Linked DNA regions of Mus musculus: region 2 is linked to region 1. Evidence: chromatin contacts called from public HiChIP or PLAC-seq data. All regions are on one chromosome and are shown on one strand. Each heading gives the region's core, a stretch centred on a gene start, on an enhancer-like site or on the middle of the called end of the contact. The rest is flanking DNA. Distances are from core to core; before and after follow the strand shown. Region 1 overlaps Serpine1 (serine (or cysteine) peptidase inhibitor, clade E, member 1). Region 2 overlaps Zan (zonadhesin).

Evidence for each region. HiChIP or PLAC-seq counts read pairs in DNA pulled down with a chosen protein or histone mark.
Region 2: a FOXA1 HiChIP or PLAC-seq map of pancreatic cancer cells shows a contact between it and region 1. The contact joins two enhancer-like sites. A contact is called at or near these places in 2 of 39 promoter capture datasets (hematopoietic stem and progenitor cells and neutrophils), 1 of 115 datasets of contacts at active chromatin or transcription factors (pancreatic cancer cells) and 1 of 9 other capture datasets (liver).

What each region holds. Positions count from the first base shown.
Region 1 is chr5:137,058,005-137,065,688 of GRCm38.p6, forward strand. Serpine1 (serine (or cysteine) peptidase inhibitor, clade E, member 1) reads right to left here. Exons shown (of 9, transcript NM_008871.2): 6 at 6,857-6,957; 7 at 6,343-6,429; 8 at 5,477-5,560; 9 at 3,500-5,207. The coding sequence ends at 5,170. Among named protein-coding and RNA genes, the nearest start is that of Serpine1, 10 kb to the right of the region's middle. Within about 2 kb of position 4,312, at least 88 of the 459 cell types and tissues checked have an H3K27ac peak or open chromatin away from gene starts, as enhancers often do. A contact at or near this core is called in pancreatic cancer cells, where this site is marked.
Region 2 is chr5:137,451,929-137,459,612 of GRCm38.p6, forward strand. Zan (zonadhesin) reads right to left here. Exons shown (of 88, transcript NM_011741.2): 16 at 6,581-6,722; 17 at 5,888-6,004; 18 at 4,639-4,763; 19 at 4,261-4,406; 20 at 3,324-3,467; 21 at 2,274-2,393; 22 at 1,992-2,161; 23 at 397-599. Among named protein-coding and RNA genes, the nearest start is that of Zan, 21 kb to the right of the region's middle. Within about 2 kb of position 4,148, at least 51 of the 459 cell types and tissues checked have an H3K27ac peak or open chromatin away from gene starts, as enhancers often do. A contact at or near this core is called in pancreatic cancer cells, where this site is marked.

The sequences.
Region 1 (7,684 bases), core at 3,062-5,561:
ACCGTTTGAAGAATCCTTTTTTCTTGAGCTTTCTCAGCATGTAAGGCCATTTTTGAACTGTATATTGGAGAATTAGGGCTCACGAGTCTTGCTTTTTTTAAGCTTTGTGTGTGTGTGTGTGTGTGTGTGTGTGTGTGTGTGTGTGTAGAGTTCCTTGTAAGTTTTTAAAAGAAAAATCTCTTATTATAAATGGGTCACTATTCAGCCATCAGCCCGAGGCCTAGAAATGCTCACATTTTCAGGGCAGAAGATTGTATCCGGGTCTGAGTGTCCTTGAATTCTTAGATGGTTGTCTTCACCACCCCAGCTACCCACCAGTGAACCCAAAGGGAATTTGTACAAGAGAGTGACGCAGGATGGAAACCAGTGCCAGGTGACAGTTGTTCTCTTCCTCTTCTACATTTATTTACTTTGTGTGCATGTGTGTGTGTGTGTGTGTGTGTGTGTGTGTGTGTGTGTGTGTGTGTGTGTGTGAGAGAGAGAGAGAGAGAGAGAGATGTGTGATGTGTGTTCATGCATGCAGATATGAATGTGCTATGGTTCACATATGGAGGTCAGAAGATGATTTTCAGGAATTAGTGTTCTCTCCACCTGTGCCAGTCATGGAAATGGAACTCATGTTTGGCAGTAAATGCCTTTCCCCATTGAGCCCTCTTGCCTGCCCTCAGCTGAACTTTGGGCTGCAACCTCACTATAGACCTCTCTTGCTTGAATCTCTAGGCTAGGCTAACCCAGTGGTGTCTATGCTTTTATTTTTTGCCCTTTTTATTTTATCATTTGTTTGTTTTTTCTATTATGTGCTGGGGAGGGATTGAGCCCAGGGCCTTAACCATGTTATGCAAATATTCTATCACTGAGCCACGCCCCCAGCCCCTCACTGGAGGATTCTAGGCAGGGGCTCTACCACTGAGCCACGCCCCCAGCCCCTCCCTGGAGGATTCTAGGCAGGGGCTCTACCACTGAGCCACATCCCCAGCCCCTCTCTGGGGGATTCTAGGCAGGGGCTCTACCACTGAGCCACGCCCCCAGCCCCTCCCTGGGGGGATTCTAGGCAGGGGCTCTACCACTGAGCCACGCCCCCAGCCCCTCCCTGGGGGATTCTAGGCAGGTGCTCTACCACTGAGCCACGCCCCCGGCCCCTCCCTGGGGGATTCTAGGCAGGGGCTCTACCACTGAGCCATGCTCCCAGCCTCCTCACTGGCCATATTTTACCTACCACCAAGACACTGCTATAGCCCCTTACTGGCTGATTCTATTCTGCCTAGAGAACTCTTGCTTAGAGTGCTTGATGCTCTTAAGTAATCTCCCAAGCCCCAAACTAGAGGTTTGGGGAAAAAAAAAAAAAAAGACTTTCCAGGAAGGCCTTTAAAGGTAGCTATAGAAAGTGTATATGCAACAAAAAAGCCTCATTTCCTGGGCACCATCCATGTCTAGATGGAGCTGAGCACATGAAAGCAACCATTGTTACAGGCCTGAAAAGCACAGCCTAATTGGAGTCGTGTAGAAAGTGATCCCATCAGCCAGGTTCACAAGAGAAGGAGGTGCAACCTGGCCTGGAGCTGGAGAAATGGAGACTAGGGATAAAGAGGGGTGGGTAAGGGAACCCGATGGAGGGAAGGGGATGATAGAGGAATAGATGTGAGAATCCAGAGGTAGACAGCAATTAATTAGGCCCTCGGGTGTGTGGGGGGGGAGGTGTTTGCTGGATCTGGATCTGTCTCTCCCCCACCCCCACCCCTTGCCTCTTCCTCCTCCTCTTCCTCCTCCTCTTCCTCCTTGTTTTTACACATCCCGGTCTCATCTTTTTTTTTTTTTTTTTTTTTTTTTGGTTTTTCGAGACAGGGTTTCTCTTGTATAGCTCTGGCTGTCCTGGATCTCACTTTGTAGACCAGGCTGGCCTCGAACTCAGAAATACACCTGCCTCTGCCGCCCAAGTGCTGGGATTAAAGGCGTGCGCCACCACCGCCCGGCTCCTGATCTCATCTTGAACTCACTATGTAGCAGAGAATGAGTTTGAGCTCTTTGATCTTCCTGCCTCTATCCCAAATACTGGGCTTATAGGTGTGCACCACCAAGCCTGGCTCTCCTGCTTATGAGACACAATGTCACCGAGAAGGTCATTCTGGTATCCAACTCCCAACCTTCAACACGTTCTGGGTACAGGCACATTCCTCACTTTCTTCCTTCCCTTTCTCCCTGTCAACCCCCCACTGTCTCCTTTTTTCTTGCCGGGGTCTGTCTCTCTAGCTGGCCTGAAGTACCCTGTATAAACCAGGCTAGCTTTGAACTCACAGATAGATATCCACCTGCCTCTGTTTCTCAAGTGCTGGGATTAAAGTTGAGTACCCCCAATCCTACCTCCCACCCCAATCTCTCCTTCTTCCTTTTCCTCCTTCTGTCTTCCTGGAGGCAAGGTCATGTGTAGCCCAGGTTGGCCCAAGATGGTCTTGCATTTCCTACTCTTTGCCTCTATCTCCCAAGAGCTGGAATGACAGGCATGTGTCACCATGCCCGGTTTGACGAAGTGTCAAGGATTACTTATAGAGCTTCCTGCATGCTGGGCACCTTCCTCCAGCCGAGCCATGTCCGCATCCCATTCTTTTCCCTTTATAGGATGCCTTCTGGGAGAGAATCAAGCCCTGCACAACTTGTCCTGGAGACAGATTACAGTGCCATGGTGACTGTCTCATGGATTTTCCCACAGGCTTGGACCTGTGGATGTGGCTCGCCGGAATCCCTACCACTGCCAGAAATCTGCTGTTATTGCTTTTGTTTGTTCTGGAGACCAGTTTATACCTGAGGCCAAACTGACCTAGAACTGGTGACCCTCCTGCCTCTGCCTCCCAAGTGTTAGCTAGCATACAGGTGTGTCCCCACCACACCCGTTGTTCAGCAATGTTTTAAAATTTACATTTATTTTTGTTTGCCTGTTTTTCTGAGACAGGGTTTCTCTGTGTAGCCCTGGCTATCCTGGAATACAGTCTGTAGACGAGGCTGGCCTCAAACTCAGAGACCTGCCTGCCTCTGCCTCCCAAGTGCTGGGATTAAAGGCAAGGCTACCACCTCCAGCTTATTTACATTGTGTGTGTGTGTGTGTGTGTGTGTATGTGTGTCCCCATCATGTATGTATGCAAGTCAGAGGACAACCCCCATTGGTTCTTCCCTTCCATTGTGTGGTTTCTGGGAATCGAACTAAGGTCATCAATAGACTTTCTCAGTAAGTGCTTATTACCATCTGAGCCATCTTGCCTGCCCCTCACCTTTATTTCATTATTATTATCTGTGTGTGGGAGTGGGGGAGCATGTGCCATGTTTTGTGTGTGGAGGTCAGAGGACAGCTTTCAGGGACCGGTTCTCTCCTCCCATCATGCGGGATTCAGAGTGTTTGAACTCAGGTCATCGGTTTCCGGTGGCACGTGTTCTACCCACTGAGCCACTTTACCAGCCCACACTCCTGTTTTACTTCCTTGAGAAGACACAGAAGGCAACAAGCAACCAATTTTGTTTGCATATTCTCTATATTTAGTATTTTTTAAAAAACATATTTACCTGTTTATATATCAAAAGTGAAGACAAACAACAACAAAAAGGCATATGTAACCAACAAAATTCAAGACCATGTGACCCCACATTTGGGGCCCTATGGGTACACGGTGTGTGGCTGTCCAGTGCATAATGAAAAGAGAGGAAAAAAAAATCAGAGAGAAAGAGGGAGAGAGAGAAAAGCAAAAACACCAACATGATTATTTTTTTTCCGGTGGAGACATAACAGATGCAGAGTGGCCTGCTAGGAAATTACATTCACGGTACCTTCTTGTGCAGTTTTTCAGTAAATTGGTTTTCTGATCATACCTCCAGCTAGGAAGCTTTCAAAAAAGATTATCTAACTAAGGTGGTTGACCAGGAGCTGCTGTCTCTTTCATCCCCCCCCCGCCCCCCCACGTGTCCACTGCTCACATACAGCAGCCGGAAATGACACATTGAAGTGAGTCACCAGTGCAGCTCTGACTCACCCAGTAATTGGAGAAAGTTCTGTCCTGTTAGGTCACACAGCCCCTTTTCCCTCTCTGCTTCTGAATGCCTTGGAAAAATTTGAAACCACTTTGCCCTCTCTCAAATCTCTCTCTCTTCCATCTAATCTTTTTTCCCCCCTTCCTTTAACGTGGGTTGCCAAGCATCACCTTGGCAAGGTCCCTAAGGAAAAGAGCCACGGGGGGGGGGGGGGGGGGGGGGGAGGGAGGGAGGGACCGGGTAAGGGTGTGTTCGGCTGCCACTAGGCGGCAGTGTGAGCCCCATCACGAGGCTACCCAGAGGGGCAGGTTTGTGGAGTGATGCACCCCTGACATACAGGGATGCAGACCCCAAATGGGATGCCGTATGCCACGGTTTAAATAAGAAGCATTTTCCTTAAAAGTGCTTCTTCTCCCCAACAAACATACAAGAGCAAGAGATAAATATTCAATCACACCCCTGGAATCTCCCCAGGGCCCCCCCACTGGGAGACTGGGGACGAAGAGCCAGGCACACACACGTCCGACTTTTCTTACACCCTTTCCAAATGAAAAAAGTTTGTGGGTCGAAAAAAGCTGTGTAAACAAGTCACCTACACTCTGAAATAACATAAGCAAGCTGTGTCAAGGGAGGGAGCAGGGAGAAGGCTCGCTATTGGGCCACCATTTGATCTGTCTATCCGTTGCCCCTTGGAGGTGGGCAAGGTGGACATTTCCACAGTGGACCTTGAGATAGGACAGTGCTTTTTCCTTTGGCCCATGGCCACCCTCCACAGCAATGGCAGGCGATGCAAGAGGTGCCCACAGTGTGACTGGAACACAAACGATTTTGCTGAATGAAAGTGTTGTGCCCTCCACTCTGCTGGGGCCTCGGTGGGAACTGGGTCCAAAGGGCATGCTGGGCAGATCCAGGTACTGTGAGTTCTATGGTCCATGAGACCTTTGTGGGGTAGGAATCCCTAGGGAGGAGGGAGTTAGACTCTTTTCCCTTCAAGAGTCCGAGGTCTGGGATGCTGGTTGGAAAGATTACCAGTGTGGGGGGTAAGGAGGAGTTGCCTTCTCTTTCTCCCCATAGAGTCCTTTAAATAATCCTTTTCTTCAGAGTTTCTGCTTATAACATCTCCAGTTTCGTCCCAAATGAAGGCGTCTCTTCCCACTGTCAAGGCTCCATCACTTGGCCCATGAAGAGGATTGTCTCTGCGGGCAGAACAATCGTGCCAGTTGAGAATGGGGATCTAAGGAGGTGAGTGAGCTACCAGGAGTCACAGCTGCCCAGGGACTAAGTTAGGACTGGGGTCCTGGCACTGCGTGGGCTGTGACAGAGTGCTAGGGAAGGAATGGAACTGAGTGCCAGAATTTTTGCAGAGTCCCTAGGGGCTCAAGAAAACGTCTACGTGGTGGGCAGGTACATAATGATTTTTGAAAAACAGTGTGAGGACAGGAGGATGTTATAGGGGTCTGCTCACCTGTCGGGTTGTGCCGAACCACAAAGAGAAAGGATCGGTCTATAACCATCTCCGTGGGGGCCATGCGGGCTGAGATGACAAAGGCTGAAAGAAAAGGGACAATATGTTAGGTTTGGGGGATGTTATCATTGGAGTGATTCCCAAGAGATCTAGTGACACCAGTCTATCTGATATCAGCACTGGGGAATGATTTTTAGGTGGCTTAAAAGAAACTAGTAATGGGGTATGGAACCCAGAACCTCCTGCATGCCAGAGCAAGAGTGCTATGGCTGAGCCACCAGCCCCTCACTGGGGGATTCTAGGCAGGGGCTCTACCACTGAGCCACGCCCCCCAGCCCCTCACTGGGGGATTCTAAGCAGGGGCTCTACCACTGAGCCACGCCCCCCAGCCCCTCACTGGGGGATTTTAGATAAAGGTTCTACCATCAAGCTACATTTCCCAGTCCTTGGTTTTTCAGGACAGGGCCTCGCTTTTTTGAACCTGCATCCTTCTGCCTCAGCCTCCTGAGGCATGTGCCACTATGTTTGGCTTCCTTTCTTTGTACTCTGAATATTGGCCCTAAAGTTTCCAAACTTCCTCTGAGCCCCAGGATCCTATTAGTCACAAACATATTTAGGGCTCATGGCACATCCTTTAAGTTCACTCCCACTGTGATTACACCTCAGGCTTGTTTGGGGGGGTCCTTGTCACACACTGGCCCTTCAGGAGCCAGATGAGGCAGCAGGGTCCCAGGGGAAGTGAATCCGTTTTTTTCACACTGAGGAACGGGTTCGGGAAAGGATGACTACTGGGCTCACACTAGCTTTCCTGTGGGGTGATTGCCATCCCAGGAGGTGGGCGAACACAGGCAGAGAGCCACACTCACCTGTGGAGGAAGACGCCACTGTGCCGCTCTCGTTTACCTCGATCCTGACCTTTTGCAGTGCCTGTGCTACAGAGAGCTGCTCTTGGTCTGTAACAGAGCAGGACCCAAAAGACAGATTAGCCTCCACTCTATCCTCCGTGGGGAAACTCCGACCCACGGAAGCAAGAAAACGAGGGTGATCGTTTCTCACCGGAAAGACTTGTGAGCAGGACCCAAAAGACAGATTAGCCTCCACTCTATCCTCCGTGGGGAAACTCTGACCCACGGAAGCAAGAAAACGAGGGTGATCGTTTCTCACCGGAAAGACTTGTGAGCAGGACCCAAAAGACAGATTAGCCTCCACTCTATCCTCCGTGGGGAAACTCTGACCCACGGAAGCAAGAAAACGAGGGTGATCGTTTCTCACCGGAAAGACTTGTGAGCAGGACCCAAAAGACAGATTAGCCTCCACTCTATCCTTCGTGGGGAAACTCTGACCCAAAGAAGCAAGAAAACGAGGGTGATCGTTTCTCACCGGAAAGACTTGTGAAGTCGGCCAGGGTTGCACTAAACATGTCAGGCATGCCCAACTTCTCCAGGGGCCCTCTGAGGTCCACTTCAGTCTCCAGAGAGAACCTGTGGGCAGGAACAGGCACAAGTGTTAGTTTGGTTCCCACATGCTGTTCTTCCAGGACCTTTAGGATATCTTCTAGGACAGTGGGACAGGGTAGACACTGACACGAGCATGGAGGAAAGAGTCTGGCTTTTTGTTTTGTCTTGAAATTGGATCTCATGTAGCCCAGGCTGGCCCCAAACTCATTATGTATCCAAAGCTGATCCTGAACGCCTGATTCTCCTGCCTCTACCTCCTGAGTGCTAGAATTTAGAGGTGTGCGCCACCACGCATGGTTTATGTAGCGCTGGGGTTAAAACCCAGAGCTTTGAACAAGTCGGGCAAGCATTCCACCAGCGCAACTATATCCCCAGCCCTGACCTTGAGCTTCTGATCCCCCTGCCTCCATCATCTAGTACGGCAGTAGAAGTCTTTGAAACTTCATTTGGCTAGAAGGTCTGGCCTATTTTTCCTCCTTGCCAGAAACTTCTAATATTAATGAACATTGTTCAATCTTTCCACCCCCTCAAATCCGTGACTAATGGCTTTCCTCAAATAAGACAGTAGTTTTAACATAATTGTATTCGGTTTGACGGCAGGAGGGGGACAGGTTCACATTCTCCCTCGATAGGGTGTTGGAGCTAACTGTGGTCTGCAGGCTGTTTTTGAGCGCACATAGAATGAGACTTTGGGCTCCCCCTCTGCTTCCCACCAGGGCATGACTCATTATCTCCATCTTGATGAGGGAGA
Region 2 (7,684 bases), core at 2,898-5,397, 390 kb after region 1:
CCCCCAGTGAGGGGCTGGGGGCGTGGCTCAGTGGTAGAGCTCTTGCTAACATGCACAAGGCCCTGGGTTCAATCTTCAACAAAATCAAAAGATGGAAAAGAAGAAAGGAAGGGAGGGAGGGAGGGAGGGAGGGAGGGAGGGAGGGAGGGAGGGAGGGAGGAAGGAAGGAAGGAAGGAAGGAAGGAAGGAAGGAAGGAAGGAAGGAAAGAAGGGAGGAAGGAAATTAAGTAGAGCCAGGAAAGTAAAGGAGAGACAGGGATACTCTGCTATGCCAGCCTTAGTTAGTCTCGCTTTTTCCCTGGCCTTCTCTTTTCTGCCCATCTTCCCTCCCCCACCTCAGTCTCAGAGCAAGTCCTTTCTGTTTGTAGGGCTAACAGGTTCATATCAGTTGCTCACCTTGAAGTAGCGCCCCTGGAAGCTGGTGCACCCACACTGGGATGAAGGGACACACTCAGAACCACTGAGGATGAAGCCAGGGTCACACTCGCAGCCTTCCACACACTTGTCTGAGCAGTGCTGGGTAGTAGATATAGGATGGCAGGTTTCCGGGCATGGTTTGGCACATAGTGAGTACCTGCTATTTTTAGGGCAGACCAAAGCTGTGGAGAGAGAAGCTTCGGTAAGGAAACAGGCAAGGATGTGGTGCTGCAAGCCTATAATTCCAGGACGCAGGAGGCTGTGGTATGAGGATTGAGAGTTCCAGGCTAGCCTGGGCTGCATAGTAAGAACCTGTCTCAGAAAATCATTTTAAAAGGTGATTAATGAGACCAAGGTACAAAAGAAAAGAACATGTAGGGGGGGGAAGGTCCCAGCTAGAGATGCTGTGACCCATATTGAGAGATATAGCTTTGAGAAGAGGAGCCAAGGAGTAAGGCTGACTATAAAGGCTGCTGCTAGAAGCTAAAACAGCTGCCCACCGTCTGAAGATGTAGCTCAGTTGGTAGAGTGTTTGTCTAGCATGCATGAAATCCCGGGTTCTATCCCTGGTGCCACATAAACTAGTTGTGGTGGCACATGCCTGTTATCCAAGTAGGGAGGATGTAGAGGCAGGAGGATCGAGACTTTAGTATTGTCTTAAGCTCTGTGGTGAGTTCAAGACTAGTGGTGAGTTCAAGACTAGCCTGGGCTAAAAAAAAAAAAAAAAAAAAAAAAAAAAAAAAAAAAAAAGCAAAGCAAAAAGCAAACCAAACAAGAACAGCTGCCTAAACCAAGCCCATCGCTTGGTGGCTACCAAGGCCCTCCATGCTTGAAGGCAGATAGCTACCAATTAGAAGATATACCGGCTTTGATATGTAGACATTCTCAGGAAGCAAGGCCATCAACAGCTTGATCCTGGGCGTGGGTGTCTGCTAATGCAGCTACCTCAGAGGACTGGGGAGGTCTGTACCAGAGCTTCAGCTCAGACACAAACAGTCTACTCTGAATGCAGTGTGGATTTGGTGGACCACATAAATACACTGTCTCCCTCCCTACAGAACCCCTGACTTGTCTTCCTCTTCCTCCTCCCCTTCTGCCTCTTCCTCTTCATCCTTTTCCTCTACTTGCTCCTCCTGTCCTACTTCTTCTCCCCTTCCTTCTCCTCCTGCCTCCCCCCAACCCCTCCAGTGCTGAGGACTGAATCCAGGGCCTTGGGCACATTAGTAAAGTGCTCTCCATTTGAGCCACACCCCAACTCCTCACTGACAGATTCTAGGCAAGAGCCTTATTACTAAGCCCCCAGGTTATGGATTCTCGGCACACGCTCTCCTGCTGAGCTACCTGTCAAGCCCTGTTATTTGTTTGTTTGTTTGTTTGTTTGTTTGGAAAAGAAGCCTCCCTGAATTGCTCAGCCTGGTCTTGAACGTGAGACCAAGCAACTGAGGGATACATCCAGCTCTACTCACTGCCCTGTCCTCTTATGGAAGCAAAATGGGGGTTCAACAGGGTATACCCTGACTGGATCTGTAGGAAGTGTTGCCAGATCTTCCCACATGCTTTGGGTCCCAACTCACGGCAGAACTGGGGTTCCCTCCAGGGCTTCACAGGATAGCCGGCATCCTGGCAGGTGGCCGTCATGGCTGACATGTGAGCACAGAGCTTCTGCTGGAGACCTTGGAAGCTACACATGTCAGTCACACAGTTATCCAGGAAGGATGAGGCCTTCAGGTGGAGCAGGCATGCCCTGGGGAGAGAAGCTGAATCAGATGGCAGGAGAGGGCAGAGCCTCTATGCTCCACCTCAGAGAAACGCCAGTACCTAGCAAACCCTTGCAACCCATCTGCTTCCCTCCATACTCAAAGGGTCCACTTGGGTTGACAAGCTGTCCACATAACTTGGGTCCCGACATAGTGCTCCCCAAAGCAGCGTCACAAGATGGGGGATTCTTCTTCTTCTGACACCTGGAAGAGACCCAACTGAAGAAGACAGTAAAGCTGGAAGAGCCCAAAAGAGGTGGAAAAGCTGGAGTCTCCAGGTAAGGAAAAAGAAAAGGGCAATGCTGGTCAGTTTATATTTTGTTCTTTTTGAGACGATATCACTACATTAGCCAGGCGTGGTCCCAAGTCTCCTATACTCCTGGAAACCTAAAGATCACAGGCAAGACTTTACCCCTTGTAACTTTTGTTTCATTTTTTTTTTTTAACATTGCTGGGATCAATACAGGATCTGGTGCATACTAGTTAAGGGTTCCACTAAAGAGCCACGCCCCCAGCCCGTCCCTGGGGGATTCTAGGCAGGGGCTCTACCACTGAGCCACGCCCCCAGCCCCTCCCTGGGGGATTCTAGGCAGAGGCTCTACCACTGAGCCACGCCCCCAGCCCCTCCCTGGGGGATTCTAGGCAGGTGCTCTACCACTGAGCCACACCCACAGCCCCTCACTGGGGGATTCTAGGCAGGGGCTCTACCACTGAGCCACGCCCCCAGCCCCTCCCTGGGGGATTCTAGGCAGGTGCTCTACCACTGAGCCACACCCACAGCCCCTTACTGGGGGATTCTAGGCAGGTGTTCTACCACTGAGCCACGCCCCCAGCCCCTCACTGGAGGATTCTAGGCAGGGGCTCTACCACTGAGCCACGCCCCCCAGCCCCTCACTGGGGGATTCTAGGCAGGTGCTCTATCACTGAGCCACGCCCCCAGCTCCTCCCTGGGGGATTCTAGGCTCTACCACTGAGCTGTATCCTCAGCTCTTGGATTTTAGAAATCAGATCTTGATGTCTGCAGATCCAGACATCCCTGCATCTTCTGGAATGACAGACAGGAACAACTAAGCCCAGCACTGGTAGATCTGAAAATGGGCAAAAGTCGAGGAAGAGTAGTCCCAGCCCACAGTGGGGACCCTCACTCACTCCTTGTCCTCATCCTCTTCCACCTGCCAGCTCAGCCTCAGCTCCTCCTCATCGTGTGTCATCATGCCATCTGACTTCAGGTTGTCGTTGCTGCTGTCCCCGTCATAGTTCCCACAGAAACCACAGAGTTTGCCCGAGAAGGTACTGTGGGTCCAGGAGAGGGGTGAGTCATGACTGAGGAAAAGGGTCTCAGTCATCAGAGACCACAGCAAGAGGACAGTGAGCTGTGCGCCCTGAGGGTAAGAGCCAGGAATGCATTGAGAACATCTACTCTTAAGAGTCTGTGATAGGCTTCAGATATGTAAGACCCCCACTCAGCCTCAGCCTGAGCCATCTGTACAGGGTCTCCTCTGTTCTTTCTGCTTAACAACTCTACTCTCTCTTGGGTTTAAATCTCTCTCCTCTCTCTCTCTCTCTCTCTCTCTCTCTCTCTCTCTCTCCCTCCCTCCCTCTCTCTCAGTGTGTGTGTGTGTGTGTGCTCTCTCTCTCTCTTCCTCTCTCTCTCTCTCTCTCTCTCTCTCTCTCTCTCTCTCTCTCTCTCTGTGTGTGTGTGTGTGTGTCTGTATGTGTGTGTCTGTATGTGCCTGTGTGTTCCAGGGGTGGAATTAGCTCTTTACCAGCTGAGCCACCTCCCTTGTCATCTTTGTCCACCCATCTGGGGAGCCACTATTCCCTGAAGAATGATATCTTCTCTTCTGACAGCTCTTGAGCGTCCCCGAGTGACTCTTTATAACACATTCCCAAGGCCCTGTGTACATATCTGCTATTACCCCACTGCCCTCACTCCACTTCCTACTGTTTCCCTTCTGCCACTTGGGTGAGATGCAGCCTAGCTTTAAGGACACGTGTAAATGATTAACCACAAGTAACTGAAATGCCTGGGGTGAGGCCGAGGGTGTGGAGGGTTCTGGCTGCCTGACTAGGCCGTCTCCCTTACCTGGACACAGTCACAAAAAGCTGCTGGTCACCATCCCATCTCACACGCAAACCAAATGTTGTCCTCAGCTCCACAAATCTCCCACTCAGACCCACATAGGTGTCATCAGAAAGTATGGCTGGGAGGGTGACTTCCTGATCCCCAATCTGGGAGAGAGGAGACAGAGAGACTGATGTGGGGGGGGTGTCAAGTAGGACCATAAAACTCTAACACCTCATCCAAGGCCAGAGCACATCACCACTCCACGGCATCCCTCCAACTTCTCTCCTCTAGACTGGCTTGAAGCATCATCATTTTGCTTAGTCCCAACCCTAACAGAGTCTCCAGGCTGACCATGGCCTGGCCTGGTGGAGTGAGCAAAGGATAGAACTAACTCACCAATGTGTGTCTGCCACTGATCATGGTAACGGTAGTCTCTGGCAGAGAGATGACAACTTTGTCCAGGCAGGATACACCTTCTACTCCACGTTCTTCGGTGTTTGCTGTTATCCTAAAGAAGTGGTCTAGATGGAGAGAGAGCAGTGCTGAGGGGCTAAGTCACAACCAACTATTTGCTTGGTTGGTTGGTTGGTGATTTGATTGTTTGGTTGGTTGTTAGTTGTTTGTTTGTTTGTTTGTTTGGTTGGTTGGTTGGCTGGTTGATTTCAGACAGGGTCTCATTATATCTAAGGCTAGCTTCAAACTTTTTCACATTGCTGAGTATGACCTTAAACTCTGGGGATACCACCTCCTCCTCTCCAGTGCTCAGATTATAGATATTTGCTACCATGTCCAGCTTAGGTGGCTCTGGGGGTGGAAGCCAGGGCTTTGTCTAAACTGGCACTTAAGCAACAGAGCTACATCCCCAGTCCCTGTTGGATTTGGGACAGTCTTACTATGTATGCCAAGCTAAAACTCAAAATCTTCTTGCCTCCACCTCCAGAATGCTGGGATTAAAAGCATGTACCACCCATTCTCTGCTTTCTGAGACCCTAGTTGTGGTGGCGGTGTCCAACTTGGCACTACAGGGTAGAGGGCTCAGGATATATCTCTGAGACAGTAAAGGACTCAGAATCCAAATGGAAAGGGCCATGCCATGATTGTCTCCTTTCAAGATTGCCTGTCTCCCCTCAATGGACTGGGACATCTTCAGGAAATCATGTTCATTTGTGACTCCGTCTCACCCTTTTTGTGAGACAAGGCTCCCAAGTAGCCCAGGCTAGCCTCAGACTCTCTGTAACTGAGATGACTTTGTAGTGCTGACCTTCCTGCCTCCAGCTGCCCAGTGCTGAGAGGAGAGGTGAGTACTCCAAGTGGTTAATGAGGCTCTAGGACTGGAAAGCAGGACCTCTACTAACTGACCCACATCCCCAAAACAAGAGTCCCTTTTACAGTCATTGTCTCTTTCCCAGGGGAAGCATCCACAGCAGCAGGGCACTTCAGCTGTTTCTCCAGGACTGTGGGCCTGAAAGCACTCCCACTGTGTGTGCATATCCCAACTGCTCTTTAACAGAGGACCTTGCCCAATACAGCCCCTTTCTGCCATCTATCACCAATTCTGTTCAACCGCAAACTAAGTCACCATGCCAGACACCTCTATAATATCAGCACACACAACCCCAGCCAAGCTCTGGCTCAAATCTCCTACCTGTGGAGTTGCTGCAGGTTTGTGTCAAGATGTAGGTACATGTCCCTGTGAAGCCAATGTGCCTCTCATCAAAGGTGACAAAATGAAGGTCCCCATAGACCAGGCAAGTGGCTTTACCTGCCAGGGAAGGGGAACACAGGTACCGGAAGCTGTTTCCAGTGTCGCACTTGGCTGAACCCTACACCCCAACTCTGCTACTCAGATATATTCTCAGCTCCACTGCCCAAGGGAGATCAGAGACTACAGGTCTCACCCACTCTGACAGAGAGTAATTTAGAAAGACAAGAGGGGTGACTTTCTGAAATCAGAACAGAACACGTGCAAATGTTGCTCTCTGTCCTGATGTCCTCTTCCTCCTCTTTCTCCTCCTCTTCCTCTTCCTCTTCCTCCTCCTCCTCCTCCTCTTCCTCCTCCTCCTCCTCCTCTTCCTCCTCCTCCTCTTCCTCAAGATTTATTTATTTTATATGAGTATACTGTATCTGTCTTCAGACAGACCAGAAGAGGGCATCAGATCCCATTACAGATGGTTGTGAGCCACCATGTGGTTGCTGGGAATTGAACTCAGGACCTCTGGAAGAGCAGTCAGTTCTCTTAACCACTGAACCATCTCTCCAGTCCCCCCACCCCAGGAAGTGCATTCTAAAAAGGCCCACCCCACCCTCACACTCTGGCAGCATGAGGGGCAGTACTTACCATAGGGCTCACACTGGTACTGGTCACTCTTCAGCTGGCATACCGTATGCGTCCCACACTGAGAGATCTGGCACTCCATCAGGCTACCCGGCAAGCAGCGGCACCGCTCTGTGCAATTGGGAGTGAACCATTCTTCCCCAGGCTAAGAGCAACAGATCAAGAGTCATAATGCCATTGTTCTAAGGTTGTGTGTGCACGCATGTGTGTGTGCACATGCGCATGCACACAAGCGTACATGCCCGTGACCACCCACCACAACTTCATGTGGAGGTCAGAAAACAACTGGGAGCTGGCTCTCTCCTTCCACCCTGAGGGTCCCAAGGGTCAAACTCAGATCAACCAACCTTGGTAGCAGGTGTCTCTACCCGTGAGCCATCTTACCAGCCAACTGTGTGTATGCACGTGTGTTTCCATGGGCAATGGCGCAGTATGGAAGATCAGAGGACAACTTGCTATCATGTGGGGCCCAGGGTCTGACTCAGGATCAAGGCTCACAGGCAAGCGCCTTTGCCTGCTAAGCCATTCCAGCGGCCCTTGCCCTTTCTCTTTTTGTTTTATTTCTGAGACAGGGTCTCACAACACTGAACCCAGGTAACTTTCCTGCCTCTGCCTCTCAAGTCCTGGGATGATAATTACATATAGTTTGTTTAAAGCACTCTCTTTTGTTTTGTTTTTGGATTTGGATTTGCTCTTGTTTTCACGAGACAATATGGAGATTTGGTTAGCCTGGAGCTCAGCATGTGGACCAGACTGGCCTTGAACTCACAGATATGCCCCCTGCCTCTGCCTCTTGAGTGCTGAGGTTAAGGCATGTGCTACCACACCCATCCCTCTTTAAGCATGTTTGATGAATAGATGCGTGTGTTTATCACAAGTCGTTGGTAGCAGCAAGGGGCATTTATTAAGTGATCTATGTGTGGCAAGATCTTATTTTAATTGGCAACTTGAAACAACTAGACTCACACAGGAAGAATATTATAGCGGTATCATCTAGATTAAGTTGGCCTGTAGACAAGTCTAGGGGATTGTCCTATTGCCTTGTGATATAGGAAGACCCAGCCTGAAAGCACACAGTCCCATTCTCTGGGTTGGGGCCCTGGACTT